4 separate regions of the Mus musculus genome follow, and regions 1, 2 and 4 are each linked to region 3. Evidence: chromatin contacts called from public Hi-C and promoter capture Hi-C data. All regions are on one chromosome and are shown on one strand. The core of a region is the stretch at or near the end of the contact, and the rest is flanking DNA. Distances in the headings are between cores, read along the strand shown. Region 1 holds the start of Mxi1 (MAX interactor 1, dimerization protein). Region 2 holds the start of Add3 (adducin 3 (gamma)). Region 3 holds the start of Itprip (inositol 1,4,5-triphosphate receptor interacting protein). Region 4 holds the start of Xpnpep1 (X-prolyl aminopeptidase (aminopeptidase P) 1, soluble).

Region 1 (3,084 bases), core at 104-2,603, 5.4 Mb after region 3:
ATTTTCAGTCTTTGTGACAAAAGTATAGGGAAGTGTCTCTGGGCTGGTGAGGACAGGGGGCAGCACAAGTCCAGGTCCCCTTACGAGGTCAGTCTGGGTAGATTCCTTTTAGAACTGTTTTCCAGTGAAGTGCAGAAAAGTCTTGTTTACCTCATTCATTCTGACTTAGATTCAAGTTACAGCAGCAAAGGGGACCTAGGTTCCAACTGAGAAAGTTCTCACAGAGGGGCTGCCATTGTAGCCCAGTGTGAGAACACTTGCCCAGCAGGCACAAAGCTTTGATCTTCAGGAACAAAACAAAACAAAAATTCTTAGTATGTGCCCAAGATGTTCTAGGTGTAGTTTTGACTTAGTTCACGAAAGCATCTTCTCAGAGGTTTCAGGGATGTGCAAATTTTGACCAGGAAGGGTTAGAGGATTTGATTTGTTCAGTCTGCTTGAGTAGGCCGAGAACTCCAAGCCTTCTTTACCAGGCTATCCAGGTGTCTCCCACACTCTGGTCAGGCAGGCCTGGTGGCTCCCAGTGGCAGCAGTGAAACTGTTGGAGGGAGTAGGGGATAAAGACTCCAGGTGTGGGAGTGGGGAGTGAGGGAAGGAGGGAAGAAGAGGTTCCTAGGTTGCCACTTCTATCTAGGGGGCACTCTGTCAAGTGAAAGGGCAGGCAGTTGTAGTGACGCCCTGCTGTGAGCTTTGCACAGCTGGACTGAGTGAGTGTGGAGAGATGCTCACATCTCCTCCCGCTTCCTGGAAAATAACTTTGCATTTGAAGGGTTGCAAAGGAGTCGGTAAATCTGAACCCGGACAGGGTAGCCTGGAGACTTCCTCTGCTTGTGTGAAGGTACACACAGGTGTGTGTGTGTGTGTGTGTGTGTGTGTGTTCGAGCGTGTGAGGGGTCATGTGTAAAATGTTTGTGTTGGGAGGAGTTTCTAGTTACATGTGATGTTTCTATTCTTCCCGTCAGAATTGGGCTTTTATTGTTTGATTTTGAAATAAGGTCTTTTTTATTTTTTTAAAAAATGCCTAGCAGCTATCATTTATTGGGGACCTCCTATGTGCCAGGCATTGTGCTGAATTTATTTTTCTGTAAAGAAAAATTGTTTTTATCCAGGTCCACCTAGAGACATCCGAGGGTTTTTTTTTTTTTTTTTCCCATTCTTATTAAAGCACAGTGCTGTCTACGCAGCTAGGATTTGCGGAGAGGCGGGGAAGGGTGCTGGATAGGCAGGGGGCGGGCCCTGCCTCCCTAGCCGCCACCATTTATTTTGACCGGTCAGATGGCATCGGGCTCGCACTAGGACCCAGGCGCCACAGCGCCTCCGTCCGTCCTGTAGGTTCATTCAATCTCCCATACACACAGACCCACACAGCGAGAGCGACACACACTCACACTCACAACCGCACGCAGCGAGGCTCGGGAAGTCAGTCAGGCCGGCTCCTTGCCCCGGTGCCTCGGTGACTCCAGCAGGCCGGGTCTCCCAGAGGCCCTGCAGCTCGGCCGGCCGCGCAGCCCCGGACAAGGAGCAGCTCCGCGGACCCCCGTGCCTCCATGGGCAAACGCGGGCGGCCGCGCAAGGAGGCGCGCTGCGAGGGCGCGGGGCTGGTCCCCGTCGCGCCCCCGGCCATGCCCCCGGCCGCGGCCGCGCCCCAGCCCCCGGCGCAGCCGGAGGAGCCGGCGGGGGCCAAGCCCCGGTGCCCCTTCTCGGACATTTTCAACACCAGCGAGAACTCGATGGAGAAGCACATCAACACTTTTCTGCAGAACGTGCAGATTCTGCTCGAGGCAGCCAGCTACCTGGAGCAGATCGAGAAAGAAAACAAAAGTAAGTTTGGGGGCCCCGACTGCTCGCCTGCGTCCAGCTCTTTCTTTCTCACCCCCTTGTGCGACCCCTGTCGCTTACTCGGTTCGCCGCCGCCCCCCCGCAACAAACACACACACACACACACACACACACACACACACACACACACACACGTACCCTCGGCAGTAAAGCCGATGACACCGGAGAAAGGACACGCACGCACGCACAAAGCTGCTAAAGATGTAACAAAGACAGCGAAGGGGAGAGGGAGCCTGTCGGTGCCTTGGTCTGTCGGTCTCCAGCAGGCCCGGAGGACGGCCTGGCCGAGGAGTGGGGGAGTGTTGTTGTTTGCTGACAACTGGGCTGAGAGGCTGCGAGCTCGTCTCTCCGAGGTCGCCTTTCTTCCCTTTTTTTTTTTTTTTTCCTCCTTTTTCTTTCCGGAGCCTACTCCGGCAGACAAGTGTTTTGGTTTGGCTTATGGTTTTGGTTTTTTTTTTTTTGTTTTGTTTTGTTTTTATTTTTTTGTTTTGTTTTGTTTCTGTTTTTGTCGCTCGTTCCAGGGTTGGGTGGGGATGAGAAGCTGAAAGTTGGAAACCGTTTGCAGAGCTCAGGGCTTCCAGAAAGAAAACACAGACACACATTACAACAATAACAACCGCCACCACCGAACAGCTCTCCGCGCCGTGGACTCCGGCTCTTCTTCCTGCCTACTTCGTTTCTCCTTCCTTCCACAGCAGGACTAGGCTCAGGCCATCGTGTCCACAGACACAGTTCCCCTGTGCCTCCTTGCCTCTGGGATGCCACGGCCTCTGGTCCCCTCAAAGAAACAGGCCAGAGGAACCAGGCAGCGCCGGCAGCCCTCCCTGGACCTGCGGTCCTGCGCGCGCTGGGGTAGGGAGGGGGGGACTTGGCGAGGGGGACGTGGCTAAAAGCAAACTTTAGGATTCCGCAGAAACAATAGTTGGGGGAAAAGGTGTGGGCGGTTGTGTCCATTTTCTTTATTTTCAGAGACGCACAGGACGAGCAAGGCAAACGCCTTACAGGGTTCCGTCCACCCCCACCCCCCCCGCACTCCCCCCCAGGTGGAGACCGATGCTAGGAACCCCACCCGGGCCTGGGCTTCCTCTCTGTATTTGTTTCATTTTTGTCCCTGCCCATTGGAACCCCCAGCTCTCGCCAGGCATTCGACTCAGCAGCACCCTAACGGGGGCAAGCGTGTGCTGCGTCTCCAGCACCATCAGAATAATAGCTGTGAGAAGGAAGATCGGGCCAAGGGAGAGAAAG
Region 2 (3,087 bases), core at 165-2,664, 5.2 Mb after region 3:
GGAAAGGGGATGAAGATGAGGAGGCTGGCGCGAAGTATTTGAGGGGGAAGAGAGCCTGCAGATGAGGAAGGAAATGAAGTGGCCTGTCGCCAGTGCCTTGGAAAGGACGGGAGATAAGGGTGGGGAAATGAAGTTTGCTGTGTGTGTTAGGGTGGGGTTAACCCCAGGGACCATGAATCACTAGAATGGTGTTGGGAGGAGTGTGCTTGAGGGTGAATTCGTGCAGTGGAGAGGGCATGTGTGCCGGAGTGGTGTGCAAGTCGTGGGTGGCAGAGGAGAGCAGCGAGCGTGTGCCTGGAGGTCTATTTCGAGAATAGGTTGGGGTGAGAAACCCGTCTGGGAGGCGGGGGTGGGCAGCCCAGTGTCACCTGTGGAGGGATCCCCGACTCTGCAAATGAGTGTTGCAAAGTTTGCCTGGCTTTAGACAGATTTTGAAGGCTGCTGGCGGAGCCTAGACTTTTCATCTCCCAAGAGGTCAGCTCTCAGAAGGTTTAAGAGGCAATTAGCCAAAGTAGGAGTGCAGAGTTTGGGCTGGTCCAAATGAATATAAAGGCCCTTGCCCCGTCCCTCTGTGGGAGTGAGTGAAGGCGGGAGGCTCCCCCAAACGCAAATATGCTGAAGAGAAAATCGAGGCCCCCTCCTGTGGGAGCCGAGCTGAAGTCCAACTATTGTGGCCTCTCCCCCCAAAAACCCAGCGGCCTCAGTGGGCCACAGAAGCTCAATCTGAAAGCTACGGCTCAGCTGAGATTCACTGGGTGGGGGAAGCACGTTAGGACTGGGGAGGTAGATGTTTCCGTGGCGTCACCCTCCCACTCTCAATCGGGTTTCTCTCGGGGTCGTTTCCTTCTCCGGCAGCGGATCGGAGCTGCACTGAGGGAGGAAGACCTTGCAGAGGCGCCAGGCAGGCGCCCTGCAACAGGCCCTCCGCCTGCGGAGCACGTAGGCCCCCACTGCCGCAGCTGCACGGATACGGAGCTTGCAGCTCGAAGGGGGGCCTCGAGGGGCGGGGCCAGAGATCTCAAGGGGCAGCAGAGGCGGGGCCTGGACCTGCGAGAGCCTGTTGGGGGCGTGGCCTATTAGGAGCGGAGCAAAAACGCTGGGCTGGCGAAGGGCGGAACCAGGGGCACGCTTTTGAGCTACGAGGGCCCAGCCCGTACTGGGCGGAGTGAAGGCTGCTGGGGCGTGGCCTATAAGAGGCGGGGCTAGAGCTCTCGGGCCATGGGGCGGGGCCTTGAAGCTGGGGTACTAGAAGGGTCAAGCCTGTAGAGGGCGGAATCAAGAGCCCTGAGGCGTGGCCTGTGGTAGGCGGGGCCAAGGCGTTCAGGCCTGTGGGGCGGGGCCTTCGGGGTGCTAAGCGAGACTAAGCCTGTAGGGGGCGGAGTCCTGGACCCTGTGGAGGCGGAGCCCAAGGGGCGGGCCAGAGGGCGTTCGTGGGGAGTTCGGCTGGTCCCGCCAGAGCGCGAGGCGCCCGCCGGTAACGGTCGTGCGGGCGAGGGGCTGGAGGGAGAGGAAAGGGCTTTAAATGATGTTTTGAAGCAGCGAGAGCTAGACGCGTCGGCGACCAGGTGTCGCCACTTCCCGCTGCCGAGGGCTCGGCGTCCAGGTCCTGCGTCTCCACGCCCCCTCCCTTCCCGGCCCTCTCCTCGGGAACCGAGCGAGCGACGTTAAGAGGCGGCTGCGGCGGACCGGGCGGCCGCTGCAGCCCGGCGGTGGCGAAGGAGTGGGCACAAAGCCGGCTGCGCTGCGAGGTAATCCTGCGGGAGCGGAGGGCCCGGGGTCCCGCCGCGCTTCCCACGCCGAGGGGGCTTCGGACTGGCTGGCCGCGCGGCCTCAGGTGAACCGTGCTCGGGGCGGGAACGCGAGCCCCACGGGGCCGAGGAGTGCAGACCTGGGGGCGAGGAGTCGGGGTGCGGCGCCGCAGAGTGGGCCGGGACTCACCCGGGCGTCCCCGGCTTCCCCCAGCGAGGGCGTGGGATTGCAAAATCCTGTTCTGCGGGGAGCCTTGCTGACCCCGAAGGTGCTCGCGGGGACGGTGGGAGGTTCCCGCGCTTGGAGAAGGTGGAAGAAGACCGTGTTGATTTGTTGTTTTCTTTTTTCTTCTTCTTTTTTTTTTACCCCCTCGTGGCTTAAGAAACTTCAGTCACAAGTTGAAATTGTTCAACCACTTTATCTAATCAGTGTGACCCTCCCCAGCACACACACACTAAAAGTGCGCACGAGCACGCGCGCGCGCGCGCACACACACACACACACACACACACACACACACACACACTATAACCTTTCAAGCATTCCTGATACTTTATTCTTCCTTGCGGGGTGACAGCCCAGTTGGCAGCAGATTTGGTTTGCTGGTGTTTGGGGCACTTCCAACCTCTTTGGAGGTATGTAATAGCTGAGGCAAGGCCACTATTAAACCAGGCCTCTATTAAAATGACAAGAATGGCCTCAGGTGAACTTTTTTTGTTGCAGAGATTTAATTGCAAGTAGATGCCCGTTTAAAGTGGGAGTGTAAGGAAAACCACTAAATATCCTTGGCACATGTGCTCTTGGAATTGACTTTGCTAGAGTGGTGTGGGATTTAGCTCAGCCAAGAGGCTTTGAGTGAGGATTAGGAGCCAGGCTCAGGAAGGAATTGATAAGACTCTGGGGCTTGGGATGAGCTACATAAACATGTGTGAGTTCTTTACAGTGATTTATAAAATTATAGAAATTTTAGAGTTAGCAGTATGAAATGATTGCCTTTCTTAGAATGGACTCCATCCTCAGTGTGCTGAACATGTACTGATTTGGGTTTTGGCAGACTTCTAGTAAGAGTACAGTGTAATATGTCCTTTTAAAATGAAGTTACTTGACCAGTAGAATGACCTGTGTATTTAAGGTACAAGGCTGACTCATTGATAGAATTGTTTCTTTTCGAGCACTTCTGGAAGATGTTATAGCTAAATCTCCTTTGTGTCGGACTTAACTTGCAGGGTAACTTTTTTTTTTCCTAAAATTGATCAGATTAACTGTAGTTATGAGTAGTGGCCGGACACTTTTCTACAGTTCCCCCACCTCATTAAATTGACCCAGGAGTGTCAGCAT
Region 3 (3,081 bases), core at 300-2,799:
ACTAATCCCAGAGGGTCCCAAAAGGGAAAACCATAAAACCAGGCATCTTGCAGACAGTGAGCAATTATCTCCCAGAAGGTGCGGCACCTTCTTGCCCTCTGATTAAAAAGTTCACCCACACACCCTTTATGTTTCTCTCCTGGCCCGGAGAGCTAACAATTTTTGGGATGATGGCATCAGGTTAAAAGTTCAGGTCTCTGCCCCCTTTCAGAACCTTAAACTGCTGCGTCTAAGAAAGTTACCCACAGAAAGGGAGATGTGTGAGCAGAGGGCTCCCCATCTTCCTCAGGGATCCAGGCAGAAAGTGAATATAACCACCACGTGGTTACCCACAAGTGGAAAAATCTGAAGGCAGAATGCCTGGGGCAGCAGACATTCACACGGAATCAGCAAATAACGAAGGCCACTTAGGCATACCAGGCTGGCAGGCAGGCAGGAGGCGAATGACAGCGGCCTCTGTCACCCTTCTCACCGCTGACCTGGACGAGTGGCCACACAAAGCTGTGTTGGGTTCAGCTGGTAGCCTCTCCCAAAACAGAGCTAGTTTGTAAAAGAGAAGAAATCCGAAAGGCAACAGAAAACCACCCGACATTGGCTTACATGGTACCAGTATCTGGCCTCTTCTGTTTTGGCAAGAATGACCAGTCTCATACTAGGTAGAGGGGCAAAAGGCTAAATGTAGTTCTTCCCTGGTTCTGTCACTATTTTCCCATTTTGTACGGGGAATCGGGGTTAGGAACTTCTGAGTCTCTTCACCTGTCAGCCAGAATGAGGGAGGCTCAGAGTGGGCCTTGAGAATGGGGCATAGACTACACAGCCCAAGAGAAAAACGTGCAGGGTCTACTTCACTAGGAGTCTTGAAAGAGGAAGTGGCAGGGGCTTCATCCGGCCTGAAGCAACCTCCTTGCGTCAAGACAAGCTATGAAGAAACTAACGTCATTCCCGTTCCTTTCTCCCAGGACTGAGACTCGGCTACCCAACACGGTTTAAGAGATGGAAGGTCCCGGCTCTAGGCACAAACCCGTGGCACGGCTAGGGGCTCCGAAGCAGAAGCCGCCTGCCTCTCAGATTGCTGAAGGCACTGGGGGCTCCGTGGCGCAGACGAGGGCAGAGAGACCCCAGTGCATCACACCCGGAGAGTGATGAGGGAGATAATGCCCACTTCCTGGGCGTGCATTAAAAGAGTTCCCGGGGTCGGTCCCGGCCAGGGTTCCCGCAGACGTCCCTCAGAGCTCCTGGTCACGATCTCCCACGCACATCTACGGGGATCCTCCGTCCCCTGAGCGCCCTTCATCCCACACACTCAGCTTGTGGGGGCAGCAAAGCCTCATAGTCGAACCCCGCACTTACGTTCGGCCGCGGCCGCCGCAGGGATACCGAGTGGGCCTCGCTCCAAGCGCGGGTCGTGGTCCCGGGTCTGCAGGCTGCCGGGGATCCAGGGATGCGGGCGACTAGACCAAGGCGGCTCCCGCCTCCTGGACTCCTCCCGCCCAGCTTTACTGGGCAACAGAGTTACTCATTTCCGCGTTGTCACGGAAACTTTTTGCTCCTTATAAGAACAAAACACCCGCCTTTACTGGCGCCGGGCGGAGGTCCTTAAGGACGACCGTGACGGTTGCCGGTAAGGGACTCTGGACCCGCCTCGGAGACCATCCTCTGGGTCTCTCGGATGCTCCAGAGAGGGCAGCGAAATTAGAGAGCCACCTGACGAGAAGGATCTGGCTGCCGGAGAGGAATAAAGAGGGAGACAAGGGACCCGGGAAGGACGTCCTTAAAATCAGGTCTAGGCTGCAGGATGTAAAGGGTTAAGGTGCTGTTAGTCAGCTCGCATTTCTGTGGCGCGTTTTACAACCGGTGGAATTCCTGGGGCCACCTATTTTGTCCCTCGAGGAAAATATAAAACGAGACACAAGGCGAACCACTGTCCCTCTTGCATTGTGACTGGATTAAAACAGTTTGCTAAATTTTTTGGTTAATGTACGCATTGTCTCTTGGCGGGAGAAAGGCACAAAGGAGGAAGATGACCGGAGGCTGTTAGGGGGCGCTCTGTTTTCCAGTTGTCAATGTAGTATTGCTTTTAGAGCAGGAAGCGCTGGAACAGAGCACAGTAGAACTCATACTTTAAACAAAACTTTAATAGTATATCAACAATCTTCCCTTTGTGAAGTAGCACATTCCTACAACTGGTGGGAGGGGCTGGAAAGGGCTGGAATAAATTTTCAGTTCGTTTCGGGAGCTCCTAGGAGAAGCTGAGGAAATAACACTGTCTAGAGATGATCACTTTACTACTGGCATTGGTCTCGGGAGCACCTCGGGAGCATCTTGGGAGCACCTCGCTTTCCTCCTCCATCCAGCCCAAATGACACTCTCCTGAACGCTTTAGGCTGAGTTTGCGGGATAAACAGACAATGAGAGAATGTCCTAAAAATAGACCCTGGCCCTTGGCCCAGGGTACTTCTAAGTCTTTGGCTGCCTGCTGCTCACACCCCTTTCCTGATTGGGGGTGGTGGGGGATTCTTATCGCAGAGTTTGGGGGCCAGGGAAGGGTAAGGAACCTTGGGGAACATTCTCAAAAGAGCTGTGTATTTCTAAAATGTCTCCATGTTCAATGGACAGGACACCCAGAACAGGTGGGGGAAGTGTGTGTGTGTTGCTTGTGTTATGTGTGGAATGTCAAGGTTAGTGCTTTCAATGCACTCTGGGGTTGTCGTCCGCCAGCAAAATCTACTTCAGCGTTTTCTAACAAGCTGCATACTCTTATTAATATAAGGATCATTTGTTACATTCCTTTGTCGTTTGAACCTGATTATCTTACCCCAGAGCTTTTAATGTTCTCTTGTCCACTCTCGGGACTAGTTTGGTCTATAATCCTAACCTGCCATATAAGCCCTTCATGACTGGCCTCTTTTCATGTGCCCAAGCTTATATCTCACTCATGTGCCACACTGAATTTTATACACACACACACACACACACACACACACACACATTCATGCACCTACACATGTACACACACAACACAGACACATAAATACATACATGCACACACACATACATGCACACACATGCATACACACAAAT
Region 4 (3,022 bases), core at 55-2,554, 5.1 Mb after region 3:
TTCACTAACAGCCACCAGCCTCCATTTGCCTCCTTCAAGGAGTTCAGTTTGACCTTCTAAACTGAAAGGGGTCCTCATCTGTACACTGGATGGCACTGAAATTCTACCACTTCCGGAAGGCACCCTCCCTCTCAGCCTACCATCTGACGTTCACTGACCACCCCCAATACTGTGACTACGGATCCAGGATCCAGCAACGACTGTGGTGTGGTCCTCAAGCTGCCTCCGAACCTTTGACATTACATCATTATCCAATTGCCTGACTTTATTTCCAGCAGAAGACGTCCAGGAAGGTCTAACCACATGGACAATTACCCACACCACCCACCATCGTGCATATATAAACTTCTTGGTCACACTTAACACGCTGTGACAAGACCAGGTCTGGGTCAAGGTAGGCTTGAGATCTGTCCACTCACAGAAACAGGCATAATATGGTCGGAATTTCACAAGTCGGGCTGCGGTGCCTCATGTGTTCTTTCAAGACTCAACTGGTCTGAGAGGATGGGTACGCCCCTGTGCATCCCCTCAGAGTTTTAATTCTGGTTTTATGTTCTTAGCATCTCCCACTTTAAATAACCAAGTGTGCCTGGTTCGGGTGCAGAAGGGATACACTAAAGCATGTTCAACATGAGTCTGGGAAGTGTCTTCTCACTTCCTGTGTCCAAGAAGAACCCAGAGCAGGCTCCAGGAGGATTTTCCGGAAGGCTATGCCTATCTGTTTCCTGATACAGCCCCTGAGACCATTTGGGTGGGGAGGGCACAACGGCTGCCTGTCTCTGTTGGGAGTTTGAATCAAGAGGTAAAATGCAGTCATCAGAATGATCAGGGTTGTAACTTTAGATCGCCGCCGTGGAGGAAGGAAAAGGGCAGGGGCACAATCACTTCTGGGTACCCGGGGTGGATCCAAGAGGGACCAACTTCCTGCAACAGCAGGGCCTCCCCTCAGGGTCGGGGGTGGTAAGGATCACCGCTTTCCCGGGACCAGCGAGGCAGTTCCTCGGTCACACTGGTCCCTGGACCGGCTCCGGCCGCCCGGAGGTGCCCGGGGGCCCCGCCGGAAGCGAGCTGAGTCCTGCCGGGCTGCACAGATCGTTCCCCGGTTCCCGCTGGGGCAACCCCCGCTAGCCAAGGCCATCCCCGGACGGCCGCGGGCCCGTCGCTGCTCGCCCTCTCGTCCCTACCCTCCCGGGGGTGCAGCTCGCGCGCCGGGCGCCGGATGCCGGTCAGCCGGCACAGTCCCCTCACCTTACTCGCGGCGGCTTTCTGGAGGCTGCCATTCGGCGGTGACGTGCCCCAGCCCACGTCAGGGGAGCGCAGACCAGCTGATCACCCACGGCCAGGCGCGCGCACCGGGCAGGCCACTCCTCCCCTCTGTGGCGTGCTCACGCAGAGGCTCCGCCCCGCTGTAAACCCCGCCCGTTCACCGGAGTGGGCGTGGCCGAGTGTCAGAATTCCAAAACCTTTGGGCTGTTGCTTGGAGAGGGTGTGGTGTTCTGTGCAACCAATTGGGAGAGGCGCCGGTCAGTCGTCACTGATCTTCCTCTCCATTTAAGAGGAAGGACAGGCGTTTTGCCAGCTAAGGAAGCTGCATGCTTCTCCGGTTTGTTCCAGCTTTTAGGTCAGCTAAGACGAGAGAGTCGTGGCCAGCTCTGCAAGAACCTATTTTAGGGTCCTGGAGACACTGACTGGATCAGGATATAACTTGCTGAGACCTTAGAGATGTCTTCCAAATGATTATTCCCAACAGCTTCAAAACTTACTGCTCACTTGGGCTAACGATCGGGCGTTAAAGCGTCCAAACCTAGCTCCTAACCCTATGTACAAACAAAAACATTCTTCACGTAGGGCTTTTTCATCTCAGTCGGTGGCTATTCCATGTTTTAAGGGCAAAAATCTTGACGTAATATCTGCCTTATTCCCCGGTCCATGCCCCATCTGCCCAAGATCCGCTTGGTCCTGGCTTCAAAGTAGATCCGTAGCCCCACCCACTTCCATCACGTCACCTATCTGGGGTGCATCACTTCCACCTCACCTGTGTGACGCCTGCATAGAAGCCAGACCGAACCTACCCTGAGGTGTCCACTTGACCATTCTAGAATCGCCTGGGAGAAAAAGCCCCTGGGCCTGGCTGGAGGGTTGTCTTGTGTTATTTAAGACGGGCAGAACCACTCCCTAGGTAGAGGATTCTAGACTGTATAAAATCAATGGAAATGAGCTGAAGACGAGCATGAATATATTACTCTCGCCTCTTGACTACCGATGTAAGGCCTGGCTCCCTGACTAGATGAACGGAAACTGGAAGCCGAAGAAGTCCTTTACCCCTCAAATTCCTTTCGCCAGAATGTTTTATCACAACGACGGGAAAAGAAACTAAGCAGTCCCCATTTCATTTGGAGTGACTCTTCTTAATCACAGCTCACAGGTCACCTCACTCCACCTAAGCTGGCCTTCCCTATCTTTGACACTCACAGTCCCGTCAAGTGTCACCTCCTCGATGAAACCTGCTTAAAGCTGTAAACCGCTTGGACCCATCCGGGCCCCTTTCCCACAGCTTCTACTGTTGTTCACCGGAGTTCATCTTCTGAGGATAGTCTCTCTACCCTGCACACATACTATAGCCATCAGAGCAAGAGTTGTTTCTGTTGCTTAAAAATGGGCAGGAGGGCTAGAGAGATGGCTCAGCGGTTAAGAGCACTGACCGCTCTTCCAGAGGTCATGAGTTCAAATCCCAGCAACCACATGATGGCTCACAACCATCTGTAATGAAATCTGATGCCCTCATCTGGTGTGTCTGAAGATAGCTACAGTGTGTATATATATATATATATATATATATATATATATATATATATATATATAATAAAATCTTTTTTTTTAATGGGCAGAAGCTGACAGTCATCCTCACGTGTTTGCTGCTGAAATAAATGTCCCCAGATTGCACACTTCTCCGGCACAGTGGCTCTCTTGTTCATTGTTATGTCCCTAGTGCTTAGGACAACACCTGGCACTAAATGAAGGT

What was found. Promoter capture Hi-C pulls out the DNA fragments that hold promoters and counts their contacts. Hi-C and Micro-C count contacts between places; a contact is called where the count stands out from the background.
Region 1: a promoter capture Hi-C map of pre-B cells shows a contact between it and region 3. The contact joins the promoter of Mxi1 here to the promoter of Itprip in region 3. A contact is called at or near these places in 3 of 39 promoter capture datasets (cranial neural crest, pre-B cells and second pharyngeal arch cranial neural crest).
Region 2: a contact with region 3 is called in a Hi-C map of B cells, with 7 read pairs. The contact joins the promoter of Add3 here to the promoter of Itprip in region 3. A contact is called at or near these places in 4 of 39 promoter capture datasets (cranial neural crest, frontonasal cranial neural crest, maxillary cranial neural crest and 1 more) and 1 of 484 Hi-C or Micro-C datasets (B cells).
Region 4: a Hi-C map of Sertoli cells shows a contact between it and region 3, with 6 times the contacts expected there. The contact joins the promoter of Xpnpep1 here to the promoter of Itprip in region 3. A contact is called at or near these places in 1 of 39 promoter capture datasets (cranial neural crest) and 1 of 484 Hi-C or Micro-C datasets (Sertoli cells).

Annotation. Positions count from the first base shown.
Region 1 is chr19:53,309,153-53,312,236 of GRCm38.p6, forward strand. Mxi1 (MAX interactor 1, dimerization protein) reads left to right here and starts at 1,354. Exons shown (of 6, transcript NM_001008542.3): 1 at 1,354-1,821. The coding sequence starts at 1,548. The region is part of intron 2 of Gm30541 (a long non-coding RNA gene); the gene reads right to left.
Region 2 is chr19:53,141,342-53,144,428 of GRCm38.p6, forward strand. Add3 (adducin 3 (gamma)) reads left to right here and starts at 1,415. Exons shown (of 15, transcript NM_001277100.1): 1 at 1,415-1,748.
Region 3 is chr19:47,917,774-47,920,854 of GRCm38.p6, forward strand. Itprip (inositol 1,4,5-triphosphate receptor interacting protein) reads right to left here and starts at 1,550. Exons shown (of 2, transcript NM_001362458.1): 1 at 1,351-1,550.
Region 4 is chr19:53,037,266-53,040,287 of GRCm38.p6, forward strand. It overlaps Xpnpep1 (X-prolyl aminopeptidase (aminopeptidase P) 1, soluble), which reads right to left and starts at 1,305. Exons shown (of 20, transcript NM_001374834.1): 1 at 1,249-1,305.